Linked DNA regions of Mus musculus: region 2 is linked to region 1. Evidence: chromatin contacts called from public HiChIP or PLAC-seq data. All regions are on one chromosome and are shown on one strand. Each heading gives the region's core, a stretch centred on a gene start, on an enhancer-like site or on the middle of the called end of the contact. The rest is flanking DNA. Distances are from core to core; before and after follow the strand shown. Region 1 holds the start of 4933416M07Rik (RIKEN cDNA 4933416M07 gene). Region 2 has its middle 8.8 kb from the start of Eif4ebp1.

Evidence for each region. HiChIP or PLAC-seq counts read pairs in DNA pulled down with a chosen protein or histone mark.
Region 2: a contact with region 1 is called in an H3K27ac HiChIP or PLAC-seq map of embryonic stem cells, with 18 read pairs. The contact joins the enhancer-like site here to the promoter of 4933416M07Rik in region 1. A contact is called at or near these places in 14 of 39 promoter capture datasets (the 3T3-L1 cell line, 3T3-L1-derived adipocytes, the C10 cell line and 9 more), 8 of 484 Hi-C or Micro-C datasets (the C2C12 cell line, CD4 T cells, the G1E-ER4 cell line and 4 more), 6 of 115 datasets of contacts at active chromatin or transcription factors (embryonic stem cells, extraembryonic endoderm stem cells, microglia and 1 more) and 3 of 9 other capture datasets (adipose tissue, liver and pancreatic islet).

The regions. Positions count from the first base shown.
Region 1 is chr8:27,140,997-27,147,031 of GRCm38.p6, forward strand. It overlaps 4933416M07Rik (RIKEN cDNA 4933416M07 gene), which reads left to right and starts at 1,914. Exons shown (of 4, transcript NR_045840.1): 1 at 1,914-2,365; 2 at 2,483-2,589; 3 at 5,244-5,387. It overlaps Rab11fip1 (RAB11 family interacting protein 1 (class I)), which reads right to left. Exons shown (of 6, transcript NM_001080813.2): 6 at 1-2,398. The coding sequence ends at 2,180.
Region 2 is chr8:27,248,552-27,254,442 of GRCm38.p6, forward strand. No RefSeq gene overlaps it. Among named protein-coding and RNA genes, the nearest start is that of Eif4ebp1, 8.8 kb to the right of the region's middle. Within about 2 kb of position 2,325, at least 36 of the 459 cell types and tissues checked have an H3K27ac peak or open chromatin away from gene starts, as enhancers often do. A contact at or near this core is called in adipose tissue, embryonic stem cells, epiblast stem cells and 3 more, where this site is marked.

The DNA.
Region 1 (6,035 bases), core at 664-3,163:
AGTTACAGTCTTGCCCTTCAGATTAAAGTGCTGCAGTATAACCAGCGTTCCTCACCTTCCGGGTGATAAGAACACACAGATTCTTCATTGAGAACCACCGCTACCCCACCCTATCCACGGCAACCCTATCCACGGCATTGGCCTATGACTCGCTGAGCAGAGGTGTTAAGATTTAGTGAGATTTTTTATTACTACCAGGAAGAAAAAAAAAAATCATGAAACATTTTAATTCCAGAATGAGGTGACCAGCAATGGAATTCCCTCTACTAGTGAAAAAGCGGCCGTGTGTGTGTGTGTGTGTGTGTGTGTGTGTGTGTGTGTATATTAAGGTGTGCATCTATATGTGTATGTATATATACATATGTGTGTGTTTTAAGATGTGTGTATATATGTATATATATATATATATTAAGGTGTGCATATATGTGTATATATATATATGTGTGTGTGTGTACATTTTATAAAAAAAAAAATACATTGATCTACCAGGAATGGTGGCACATACCTGTAATTCCAGTATTTGGAAATTTGAAAAACTGAGGCGGGGGTGGGGGTGGGGGTGTGTGTATGTGTGAAAAGCTTAAAGCCAGTGAGATCTGTCTCAAAATAGCAGCAACAAAACTCCCCAAATCAGGAGGTAGCAGCAAAGAAGCAGATGCCATCCTGTAGCTCTTCACAACTGTTCCTTACCGCTGACGTGTGGCTGGGGCGCTCTACCCCTGAGCACTTACCCAGCCCCTGCCTGAGCCTCCTTCATCTTGAGAAATCAGTGGACTGTCTACTCCCTTCCAGGAAACGCCATTGAGACAAGCCGATGGCAGGAAACGGCCAAAGGTCCGGTCCTAAAATCATCCTCCACCTCACAGAGATGCTGTAGAGGAACTCAGTCCCCTCCCCACCTAGGAAAGGCCAGCGGGGCAACAGGAACCCCGAACCCTGAGGAGAGACCGACTCTCTGTTTCCTTTTAAATTTAATGTTATGTGTATTGATATTTTGTCTGCATGGATGTCCGGGTGACACGGTCAGATTCCCTTGAACAGAAATTACAGACAGTTGTGAGCTACCATGTGGTTGCTGGGAATTGAACCCAAGTCCTCTGGACCTGGTCCACTGTTCAGCCAGTGAGTGCTCTTAACCACTAGACTATCACTCCAGCCTGAAAAGTGACTCTTTAGTTCTTTCATGTCTCCAGGAAATGGCCCTATAGATCTAAAGAGCAGTGTGTGTGTGTGTGTGTGACCACATGAAGGGCAGAGGTCTATGGTAGCTTTTCATTTTATTGTTTAAGACTGTCCCTCACTGAACCTGGAGTTTCCAGTGAGCCCCTGAGATCTGCCTGGCTCTGCCCTCCCCCAGCCCAGCCCCCACCCAGGCACATGCCACTCTTCCTGGCTTTAGCATAGATGCTAAGAATCCAAACGGAGACCATCAGGTTTGTAGTGCAAGCACCTTACCCACTGAGCTATATCCCCCAATCCATGGAGAACATATTTTTAAGGCCAGAGGGTACTGCCAATTGTAAAAGGCATATTCAAAAATCTAAGAAGCATGCTCAGAGGTTTTATGTAAACAACCGTGCTCCGACCAGAAGGCATCAAACACGGCTGTAATCCTAGCACTTGGCAGTGGGGGGCAGAAAGGTCAGAAATCTAAGGCCAATCTCAGTACACAGTGAGTTCAAGAGCAGCCCCAGCCCGGGGCTACATAACACCCCACCCTGAAAACAGAACAACGCCTCCCAAACCAACCCTCACCAAAACAACCCTTGAGTCCTCGGGTTTACCCGAATTAAAAATTGAGCTTGTGCCTCAACCGAGGTGCTCAAAGGCCAAGAGAGCGGGTGAAACAGCACACATCCCAAAGTCCCTTTCTCATCTCACCCTGAGCCTGCCTTCACGGAGGATCCATACCGGAAGATCTCAGCATCAAAGGGCAACAACCCTGGCGTTAAAACACATCGGATCAAATCTGATATTTACAATGTAGTCAAAGGCACAGTGGCATTGAAAAACAAAACGCTGGGAGATGTATAGTAAAAGATTCGTTGTAATCATTAATCTGGTTTTCAGCTAGGAGAATTAACTCTTGAGAGATGATGCACACAGCAGGCCTTCGGAACCGGTGTGCTAGTTACTAGGGAGACCACGCCTCCTTCAGACCACGCCTCCTTCCCGCAGTTTACATCTTTCCGGCCTTCTTGCCCATCTGCGCCGGCACTCGGAGGATGTTGGGGGTCTCCTCCATGACTCTGACTAGCAGGTTGTCGATGTAGTCCTCCAGCTCCCGCACCTGAAACTCCTTCTTGCTGATGGTCTCCTTCTGTTTGAGGACTAGCTGGATCAGCTCATCGTGGGTCAGCTGCGCGTAGGCAAAGGCGGGATCCGAGGGCTGGTATTTCTTTGGAGAGGGAAGGAAGAGGGAAGGGGTTAAGAGTCAGCAGAGACAGGAACTCGCAGAGATCAACCTGCCCCTGCTTCCCAGGTGTTAAAACACGCGCCACCACACCCGGCTTAGAAAGCCACTTTCCACAAAGGATGAAACCAGGCGGCTGACGAGAAGAGAGAAGGACTTTGGAGTCTGTAGAGTAGGTATGAGTTGGTTACATGTTTGTTTGTTTGTTTTCTTTATTATCCTTTAAAATTGTAACAGCCAGGGGCCTCGGGGCAGCTCAATAGCAGAAGACTTGCCTAGCACGGGTAAGGCCCCAGGATTGATCCACAGCATCAAAGAACCTTACTTGGCTTACAGTTCTCACACCTCTGGTCTTGACTCTGCAGAGGCACATGTTGTCAAGAAATGTAATTAGGGGGGGGCTGGAGAGATGGCTCAGTGGTTAAGAGCACTGACTGCTCTTCCGAAGGTCCTGAGTTCAAATCCCAACAACCACATGATCGCTCACAACCATCCGTAATGGGATCTGACTCCCTCTTCTGGTGTGTCTGAAGACAGCTACAGTGTACTTACATATAATAAAATAAATAAATCTTTAAAAAAAAAAAAGAAAGAAAGGAATGTAATAAGGGGGGGGGGCTGGAGAGATGGCTTAGTGGTTAAGAGCACTGGTCCTCTTTCAGAGGACCCTGGTTCGATTCCCAGCAACGACATGGTGACTTTCTGTCTCTGTCTCTCTCTCGTGTCTCTCTCTCTCACACACACACACACACAAACACATACGCTGTTCACAGACATACATGCAAGCATAATAATCACATACATAAAATAAAAAATAAAGGAGAGAAAGAATGAGTCCTTGGTGGTATCTGGTAGTTGTCACTTAGTGAGCCAGGCCCGGGTATCCAGTGTACATGCAGGACGCCTGCCAGTCAGCCCAGCTTGCTACCTCTGAGCTCCCTCTGAGACCCCACCAAAAGCTACCCCACACTCTGAAAACACGATAGCTAAAGCCATGCGTCACCAGAGCGCACACTCTCTGCGTACACAGTGGCCTTTCCCAGAGACTGACTGTTCTCATTTCTGATAGGGGCATGTACCCACAACAGTGGCTTTTAACTGGTATTTATCATCTGGGACAAGGGGGCTCTAACTGTGAGCACAGAGTTCTGAGCCAGAAGGAAATGAGAGATAAAAGTCAATGAGAAGTAGCAAGTCACACCAAGGTCTCAGGGGGGAGTGGGAGGAAAGACCTGGCAGCCGAGCTGCAGCTGAGCAGATTTATAAGGCCCAGGAAACAAGACTCCAGGGCAACTCAAGGTGATTTTTACTCAAAGAACTCCAAGGCAGTAAACAGTTTTAGCCCCAGGGGCAAGCCACCTTCACCACCTATCAGGGAGACCAATAAATTAAGAGCCTATCAGCTCCAAGCAGAGTCAGGGGCAGAAGCAACACTAGTAGCTCAACCACAGTGCAGAAGCCTCTACCCTATTCAGGGAGCGGAATTCAGAGGACTCCCACTCTCTCACTGGCTGGCTAGAAGCACACTCGGATGCTTTCGCACTGAGCAAGCGTGAATGCAGGTCAGGCGGTACATGAGTAACACAATAATGGAGACACTGGCCTCCTCTCCAACATCTGCTTCTCTCCCCACCCCCCCATTCCAGTTTTCCTTCTTTGTTTCTTCTTGTTGAGAATGTACATTCAGAGGGGGTATACCCTTCGTCTCTGTTTTCTGCTTCTAGGGCTTAAACTCAGGGTTTTGGCCACGGCAAGCAAGAGCTCTCTACCACTGAGCTACAACCCCTTGAGCCGCTCCGGGTGTGACTTCCAAAACTGGATTCAAACCTGGCAGGATGGTGCACACTTGCCATCCCAGCACTAAGGAGATGAAGGCAAGGAGATCTTGAGTTGGAGGCTAGCCTGTATCATGAAGCAAGCTCTAGGCAAACCTCGGCTACAGAGAGACAGTATCTCAAAAAACAAACACCACAAAAGTCAGTATCATGTCTAGAATTTTCTGGACACTGAACACACACAAATGTGGATTTATTCAACACTACTAAACTATGTTGAAATGGTACGATGAGACTGGCTGTGGGGTATACCTTTAATCCTTGCACTCTGGAGGCAGAGGCAGATCTGGAGGGGCTAGCCTGATCCACATCAAGAGTTCCAGGTCAGTCAGGTCTACAGATTAAGACCCTGTTCTCAATATAAGGGTATGGTGGAAAGCTAACATGCTCTGTACATTTTGCCATAATTAGATTTATTTATTTATTTATTTATTTATTATATGTAAGTACACTGTAGCTGTCCTCGGACACTCCAGAAGAGGGAGTCAGAACTCGTAACAAATGGTTGTGAGCCACCATGTGGCTGCTGGGATTTGAACTCCTGACCTCTGGAAGAGCAGTCGGGTGCTCTTACCCACTGAGCCATCTCACCAGCCCCAACAGAGAGCGTTATTAAGAAATGCTGATTGGTGGTTGAGTGTGAAGCTTGGTGACAGCATGTGTTTAGCAAGGGCAAGGCCCAGCATTACATAGCCACTCTGTTCTCTCCGTCTCTTCCTTCTCCTCCTTTCCTTCCGCCTCTCCTTGTGAAACGGGGTCTCGTGTAGCCCATGCTGGACTTGAGTTCCTGAGCTTCAGGCCTCCACTTCCCAAGTGTGTGCCACATCTGGTGTTCTCTCTCTCTCTCTCTCTCTCTCTCTCTCTCTCTCTCCCCCTTCTGCTGTCTTCCTTGCCTTTCGTTTTGAGACAAGGTCTCATGTAGTTCAGGAGGATCCCGAACTCCCTTTGTAGCCAGGGTTGACCTTTAGCTTATGATCTTCCTGCCTCTTCCCCAGGGCCGCGAGCGATTACAAGCCTGAGCTACCACACCCTGTTTATGTGCTCCTGAGGATCAACCCCACGATTCCTGATTACTAAGCAAGAACTCCATCAACTGAATTAAACCCCGAGCCCTTTCCTTTTACTTACTTCTTAAAATGGTATGCTTTATAATGTTGACATCAGGCAGAGTATAGTTTTGCAGCATTTTTTTTAAAGTTAAAAATATTACATCATGATTACACTTATTTCCAGAGATCATATGTGGGGGTGGGGGTGGGGGTGAGTCATGGCACTTGTATGCAGGTCAGAGGACAAACTGAGGGACAGAGTCATTTCTCTCCTACTTTGTAGGTCCCAGGGACTGAACTCGGGTCATTAGGCTTGTTAGAGAGTGCATTTATAGAGGAGCCATCTCCCCCAAGGATAGCCTTTTTTTTTTTTTTTTTTTTTTTGGTGATTATTCTGTAAGCATAATTAAATTTTAGTTCAACTTGATTTTTGAAAAATTTAATTCCAGTATATTTCAACCATCACTGTCATGCTAGGTATTTGTTGTTTTCAACAATCCCAAGTACATACAACATTTCTTTTAAAAAAGTTTTTTGTTTGTTTGTTTTATTTTTCTCTCTCTCCCTTTTTTTAAGATTTATTTATTTATTATATGTAAGTACACTGTAGTTGTCCTCAGATACTCCAGAAGAGAGCATCAGATTTCGTTATGGATGGTTGTGAGCCACCATGTGGTTGCTGGGATTTGAACTCGGGACCTTCGGAAGAGCAGTCGGCACTCTTAACCACTGAGCCAT
Region 2 (5,891 bases), core at 1,075-3,574, 110 kb after region 1:
ATTGCAAGAGGATGTTTTAGTCGTTAAAAACCCATTTCTGCTACGATCAGTGTTTAAAAATTCTCATTCCGAGCCGGGCATGGTGGCGCACGCCTTTAATCCCAGCACTCGGGAGGCAGAGGCAGGCGGATTTCTGAGTTCGAGGCCAGCCTGGTCTACAAAGTGAGTTCCAGGACAGCCAGGGCTATACAGAGAAACCTTGTCTCAAAAAACAAACAAACAAACAAACCAAACAAAATAAAAATTCTCATTCCAATAAATAACTTCTGAGATGTTTACCCAAAGACATTCTGTAAATATCTTGAAAGTTATATGAAATAAATTCCTTATCCTAGAGGAGGTTCCTACCCAAGTGGTATTGGTTATTGAAGACAGGTTCTCTGACCCTATGAATACATGGAAATGTGGGCTAATTCTCAACATAATCTGACCCTTATTTTCTGTTTCTTGGTTTTGATTGTGTGTGTGTGTGTGTGTGTGTGTGTGAGAGAGAGAGAGAGAGAGAGAGAGAGAGAGAGAGAGAGACTTAGTCAGTGTTCCATTGTGTTGAAGAGACACCATGAACATTGAAAGCATTTGGTTGGGGGTTGGCTTACTGTTTCAGAGGTTTAGTCCATTATCATCATGGCAGGAAGCATGGCAGCAGGCCAGTATGGTGCTGGAGAGGTAGATAAGAGTTACATCCTGATCTATAGGGTCAGGGAGACACTGGAGCTAGCATGGGCTTTGTCACCTCAAAACTCACTCCCAGTGACACACTTTCTCCATAAAAAGGTCATACTTCCACATTTTAATTCTTTTTAAAGGGTTCCACTCCCTGGTAACTAAGCAGTCAAATATATGATGCTGTGGGGGGGGGGGCATTATTATTCAAACAAGCACATTCCATTCCCTGGTTCCCAGGGGCTTGTAGCCATATCATAATGCAAAAATAGATTCAGTTCAACCTCAAAAATCCTATCTGTAGTCCATCACGGTCCTAGGACTGTTTAAAAGTCCAAAGTTTAAAGTCTCTTTGGAGACTCATGGCAATCTCTTCACTACAACCTCCTGTAAAACCAAAAGGCAGATCACATGCTTCTAACATACAATGACATAGAATATAAAAGGGGGGGGGAGCCTAGTGAGGAAATACTGGACCAAAAGCAAGACCAAACATCAGTTGGGTACACTCAGAACTTCGTATCCATGTCTGATGTCAAAGTACTCTTTAGGTCCCCCACTCCTTCCAGCTTTGTGGAGAGCTGCACACGTCTCTCTCTTCGGCTGGTCCCACTCCCTGTTAGCAGCTCTCCTTGGCAGGTATCCCACGAGTCTGGCATCCTTACCATCTTGGGGTCTCCAGTGAAATCTGGCTCCACCCCCACAGCTTTATGTAATGGCCTTTCTGGGCCTCTATGCAGGGACAGCCTTGGCCTCTGTTTGTACCTCTGTCAGTCTGTACTTCTTTCAGTATCTTCCTGGGCTACGCACCCTGTGGTGAGACCAACAGCTGAGGGATTGTCACCACTTTCTTTTCTTGCATCGATCGCTGCAGGGGAGTGGTTTGGAACAGCTTGGCTCCATTCTTTGCTGACTAGAAGAGACAGCACAAGCCCAAGCTTGCTAGGCTGGAGTTTACTTAGAACGGGACAGATTAGCCCGATATAACCCCAGCACGAATGTGCATGGCCGGGAGCTGAGCTGTTCATCAGAATCCTAGACCTCACTCCCCTGCCTCAGCAAAGCTGAGCTTCCAGTCTGAAAAGCGAGCCAAGTTCCCTCCTCAGCTTCTGGTTTCTCTCGCTTGAATCCTGTTGCGTTTAGGGAGCTTCAGTGATGTTCTGCCACATACCCACTCCCCAAACCCTTGGACCACAGCCACAAACAGGATACGACAGAGTGACAATGCCTACCTTGAGAAACCTATAGGAACATGTTGAAGTATCTTTAACTCACCTGTTCTCTGGAAGATCGTTGCCTTCTGCTAAACTAGGCCTAGTCTTAGAAACTTCTAACCTCCATACAATCTTATCTAGACCTAGAATATTTTCAGCCTTTGAGACTTACTGATAGAGAAACTCACCCCTTCCTAGTTCTTATTGAGCACTGGATAGCTGATTCAACTCAGCTGTCCTGGCTCAAACTCCTCTTCAAGCTGTCTGATTCCGTCTGACCTCTCAGTTTCTTACTGAATTGTTTGGTTTGGTCACAAACTAATTCCAGCAATCTGTTCTAATCTTCTGCTCCTTCTCATTCTCTGGTTTTCTGTCCTCACCCGTGTCTGGCTTGTTCTCTCTCTCTTTCTACAACCTGTCTCTGTAAACTGCCCCTTTCCTCTCTCTTCTTGTGAAAGTTGGGCGTATCCTATTGTAGGGGGCGGTTCTGATGCTTTGGCCCGGGAATTTGCATGTAAATACTGAAGGTCCTGTTCTCCAATTGGTTCTTGATCGAGCAATAACGATGTTGGCAGCCAATGGCTGGGTGGAAAAGGTGCGACTTCCAGGTTCCCATAGGCAGGCTGATAGATGCAGGAAGGGGAAAGAAAATTCACCATGCTTCAGAGGGAGAGAGAGCCACTAGCCATGTGAAATCTTGGGTGGAGTGACTATTGGTTGCTAGCCTGACTGGGCCTGGGGTTGCAGGAGGGAGATCAGAAGTTCAACTAAGCCGAGGGCAGATTTAAAGGTGTTGAGCTAAGACTAAAGGTAACTGAACAGCTAGACTGAGGGCAGATTTAGAGGTGTTAAGCTGGGAGTGAAGGGGAGTAAGGGCCATGGGAAAGTTAGCTGAGGGAGGCTTAGAAGTGCCTGACCATTGAGTTAAAACACATAAAAATGCGTGTCTTTTATCCTCAGATCCACAGGAACCAGGGTGGGGGCTGGTACCTCTGTCTGTCCAGAGCTTAAAGCGAGGTAGTAGAAACTACCTGCTACTTCCTATTCTGTCAAATCTTTATCTGATTTGCCACTTCGTCTGCCACTCAACTAGATGTCACTTTTAAAAAAGAGATATTTTTATTTATAGGAACACACTGTAGCTGTCTTCAACACACACCAGAAAAAGGTATTGGATCCCATTACAGATGGTTGTGAGCCACCATGTGGTTGCTGGGATTTGAACTCAGGACCTCTGGAAGAACAGTCAGTGCTCTAAACGGCTGAGCCATCTCTCCAGCCCTAGATGTCACTTTTGTGTTTTCTTCTACAAATTAACTTTACCTTCATTGGGATTAAAGGTATGTGCTAGAGACGATTAAAGGAGTGTGCTAAGGGCTGAACCACACCACAACTAGACCCCCCCCCCCCCCCAGTCTCAGGGGGTCACAATGTGATCGAATATCCTGCAATAGGAACTTGTTTCCAAAACAGTAAGCTTGGGAGGGAGGGAGCAACCTTGTCAAGACGGCACTGAGGACTCCACAGAGCACCCTCATTATCCGCTAAGCTCCAAGCTCCGGCTGCCTGCAGCCTTTTTTCTCTGCGGGGTTTTCTCCACCACCTCTGCTTTTGTGTTCCGCGGCTCCTCCCCTCTGCCACGCCCCGGGAGGGGGGCTCAGCGCTGGGTTTCGTAGCCCCCAGAACAAAGCTCAGTTGCCCTACTTGCCGAGGAGCACTTTTCTAGTGGCTTGGATTCCTAGCCACGAAGCCCGGGAAAGTGAGGCTTGTGCCTGAGCTGGCACCAGGCTTCTCCTCAAGGGGGACTTCCAGTCAGTGGATGTTTAACTGGGAGTTTTGCATCTGAGTTCGAGAGAGATATTAGCTGATAGTTTTCCTTCCAGTGCCCTCCCAGTCTTGTTTGGCATATGCTAGCTTTGTAGAGTGAACTGGAACATACTCCTGTGCTCTGGAGTAGTTGTACAACATTGCTGTGTCTATATTTTCTTTGAGCTTTCGATAGAATTCTCCAGTGCAAAGCTAGGTATGGTGGCTCATACCTGTTATCCCAGTACTTGGGAATAGAGGGAGGGGGAGGGGGAGGGGGAATTGTTTTACTGCTTGTCTGAGTTCAGCTTGGTCCACATAGTGGGTTTCAGGCCAGCCAGGCATACAGAATGAGACCCTGTCCTGTTTCATCAGAACAAACAGAATTTTCGAGCGTAATCACCAGGGATGCGCGTTTTCTTTGGGGGGAGAGTTATCTATTTTATTTTAATCACAGCTCCCTCGTCCACCAACACTCACAAAGGGCAGTGGCTGAGCCACAGGCTTTGCACTGTAATAGACCCGGGAAGTTATCAGATCCCACATCCCTCTCCATATGTGCAAACTTGAGGCCTGTGGTTGGGGTCTGAGGTCACCGGCTCTTCAGTGGCAGAGATGGGAGGAGCCTATCACTGGGGATGCTAGCCCAGCTCTCGCTGCTGCCCTGCTGCTGAGGTGCGCATGGTAGTGGTTTTAGAAGAAGTGATGTTTAGTTGGTCAGACATTTTTCTTCATCTCTCACTCACTCATCAGAAATAAAAGGCTTGCCCTCATACAACGCCTACCTAGGAAGAGTTCCTGAAGTTGTTTCTAACCCAAGGTGAAAACAGAAAGGGCAGCGGGCAAAGGCAGGTTCTGCTAACTCAGAACCATGAGGCAGGAGGACACAGCTTTGGCAACCAGGTCTGCCAAGGAAGAGGTCACTTTGAAGCTAATTGGCTGGACCACCTCTCTCTGTTAGGCTGCCGGGAGCTGGGATGAGAAACTGGGCCAAAGGAAAACAGAGAAATTAGGACCTCTCCTACTGGTCAATTTATGAGGTAAATTATTTTATTAATTATGAATTATTTCAATAATTTCTATTTTTACGTGTATGTGTGCTTTTCCTGCTTGTATACCTGTGCAAGCAAATATGTATCCTTGGAGGCCAGAAAAGAGTGTTGGATTTCCTGGAACTGGAGTTGAGGATGGTGGTCAGCTTCCATGTGAGTCCTGGGAACTAAGCCCAGATCCTCTATTGAGAATATCAAATGCTTTTTTTTTTTTTTTTTTTTTTTTTGGTTTTCGAGACAGGTTTTTTTCTGTGTAGCCCTGGCTGTCCTGGAACTCACTTTGTAACTCAGAAATCCACCCGCCTCTGCCTCCCAAATGCTGGGATTAAAGGCGTGTGCCACCACGCCCAGCGCTCAAATGCTCTTAATCTCTAACATGTTTTGAGCCCCTGAATTGATTTTATTAAAAAGAAATTTCTTTTGGCTTGGAGTGGTGATACACTCCTGTAATCGGAAGATCTGGAGTCTTGGGCCATCCTCTCTGCTTCAGGAGTTTAAGGCCAGCCTAGGCAGAGGTTAAATAAAGCAAGTGAAACAAAGCAAAAACAAAAGCAAAATACAGGAGAAGCAGGAAGGCACTAGGGGGCGCCCTGGCCCAGTAGCTGCAGGGCTGCAAAGCAACCCCAGGGCCTCCCTCTTTGGATGATGGCCTCTTGGGTTTCTCTTACACTTCCACACTCCACCGTGGCTGAAACAAAACAAAACAAAACAAAACAAAACAAAACAAAACAAAACAACAAAATTTCAGTCAAACCCCTTCCTACCACATCCCCAAACCTTTCTTTTTTTTATTTATTCACAAGCTTTCTCGTGTGTCTGTGCTGACCTCTGACCCAGGAGTTAGGTAGGGATCAGGTTATCTTTGCGAAGTACACAGCCCCCAGCACACTAACACCCTTAATACACGTCTCCTTTTGCCTTATTTTATGCTTCAGATAATGGACATGTCTGAGCTTGGGCAGCTGTCCAGGCTGAGAACCGGAAGGCAGGGTTTTTTGCAGAGTTTTTTTTAGAGTCCCTTTAAGACCACCATGGCCCCAGGCAGGCACTGTTTTTCTACATTTTTTTCAAGTCACCTTTTTTTTTTTCCAAAGTGATTTGTAAAGTCCACAGAAATGGAAAGTGGATTTGAACCCAGGACTTTTCTCTCTGTATA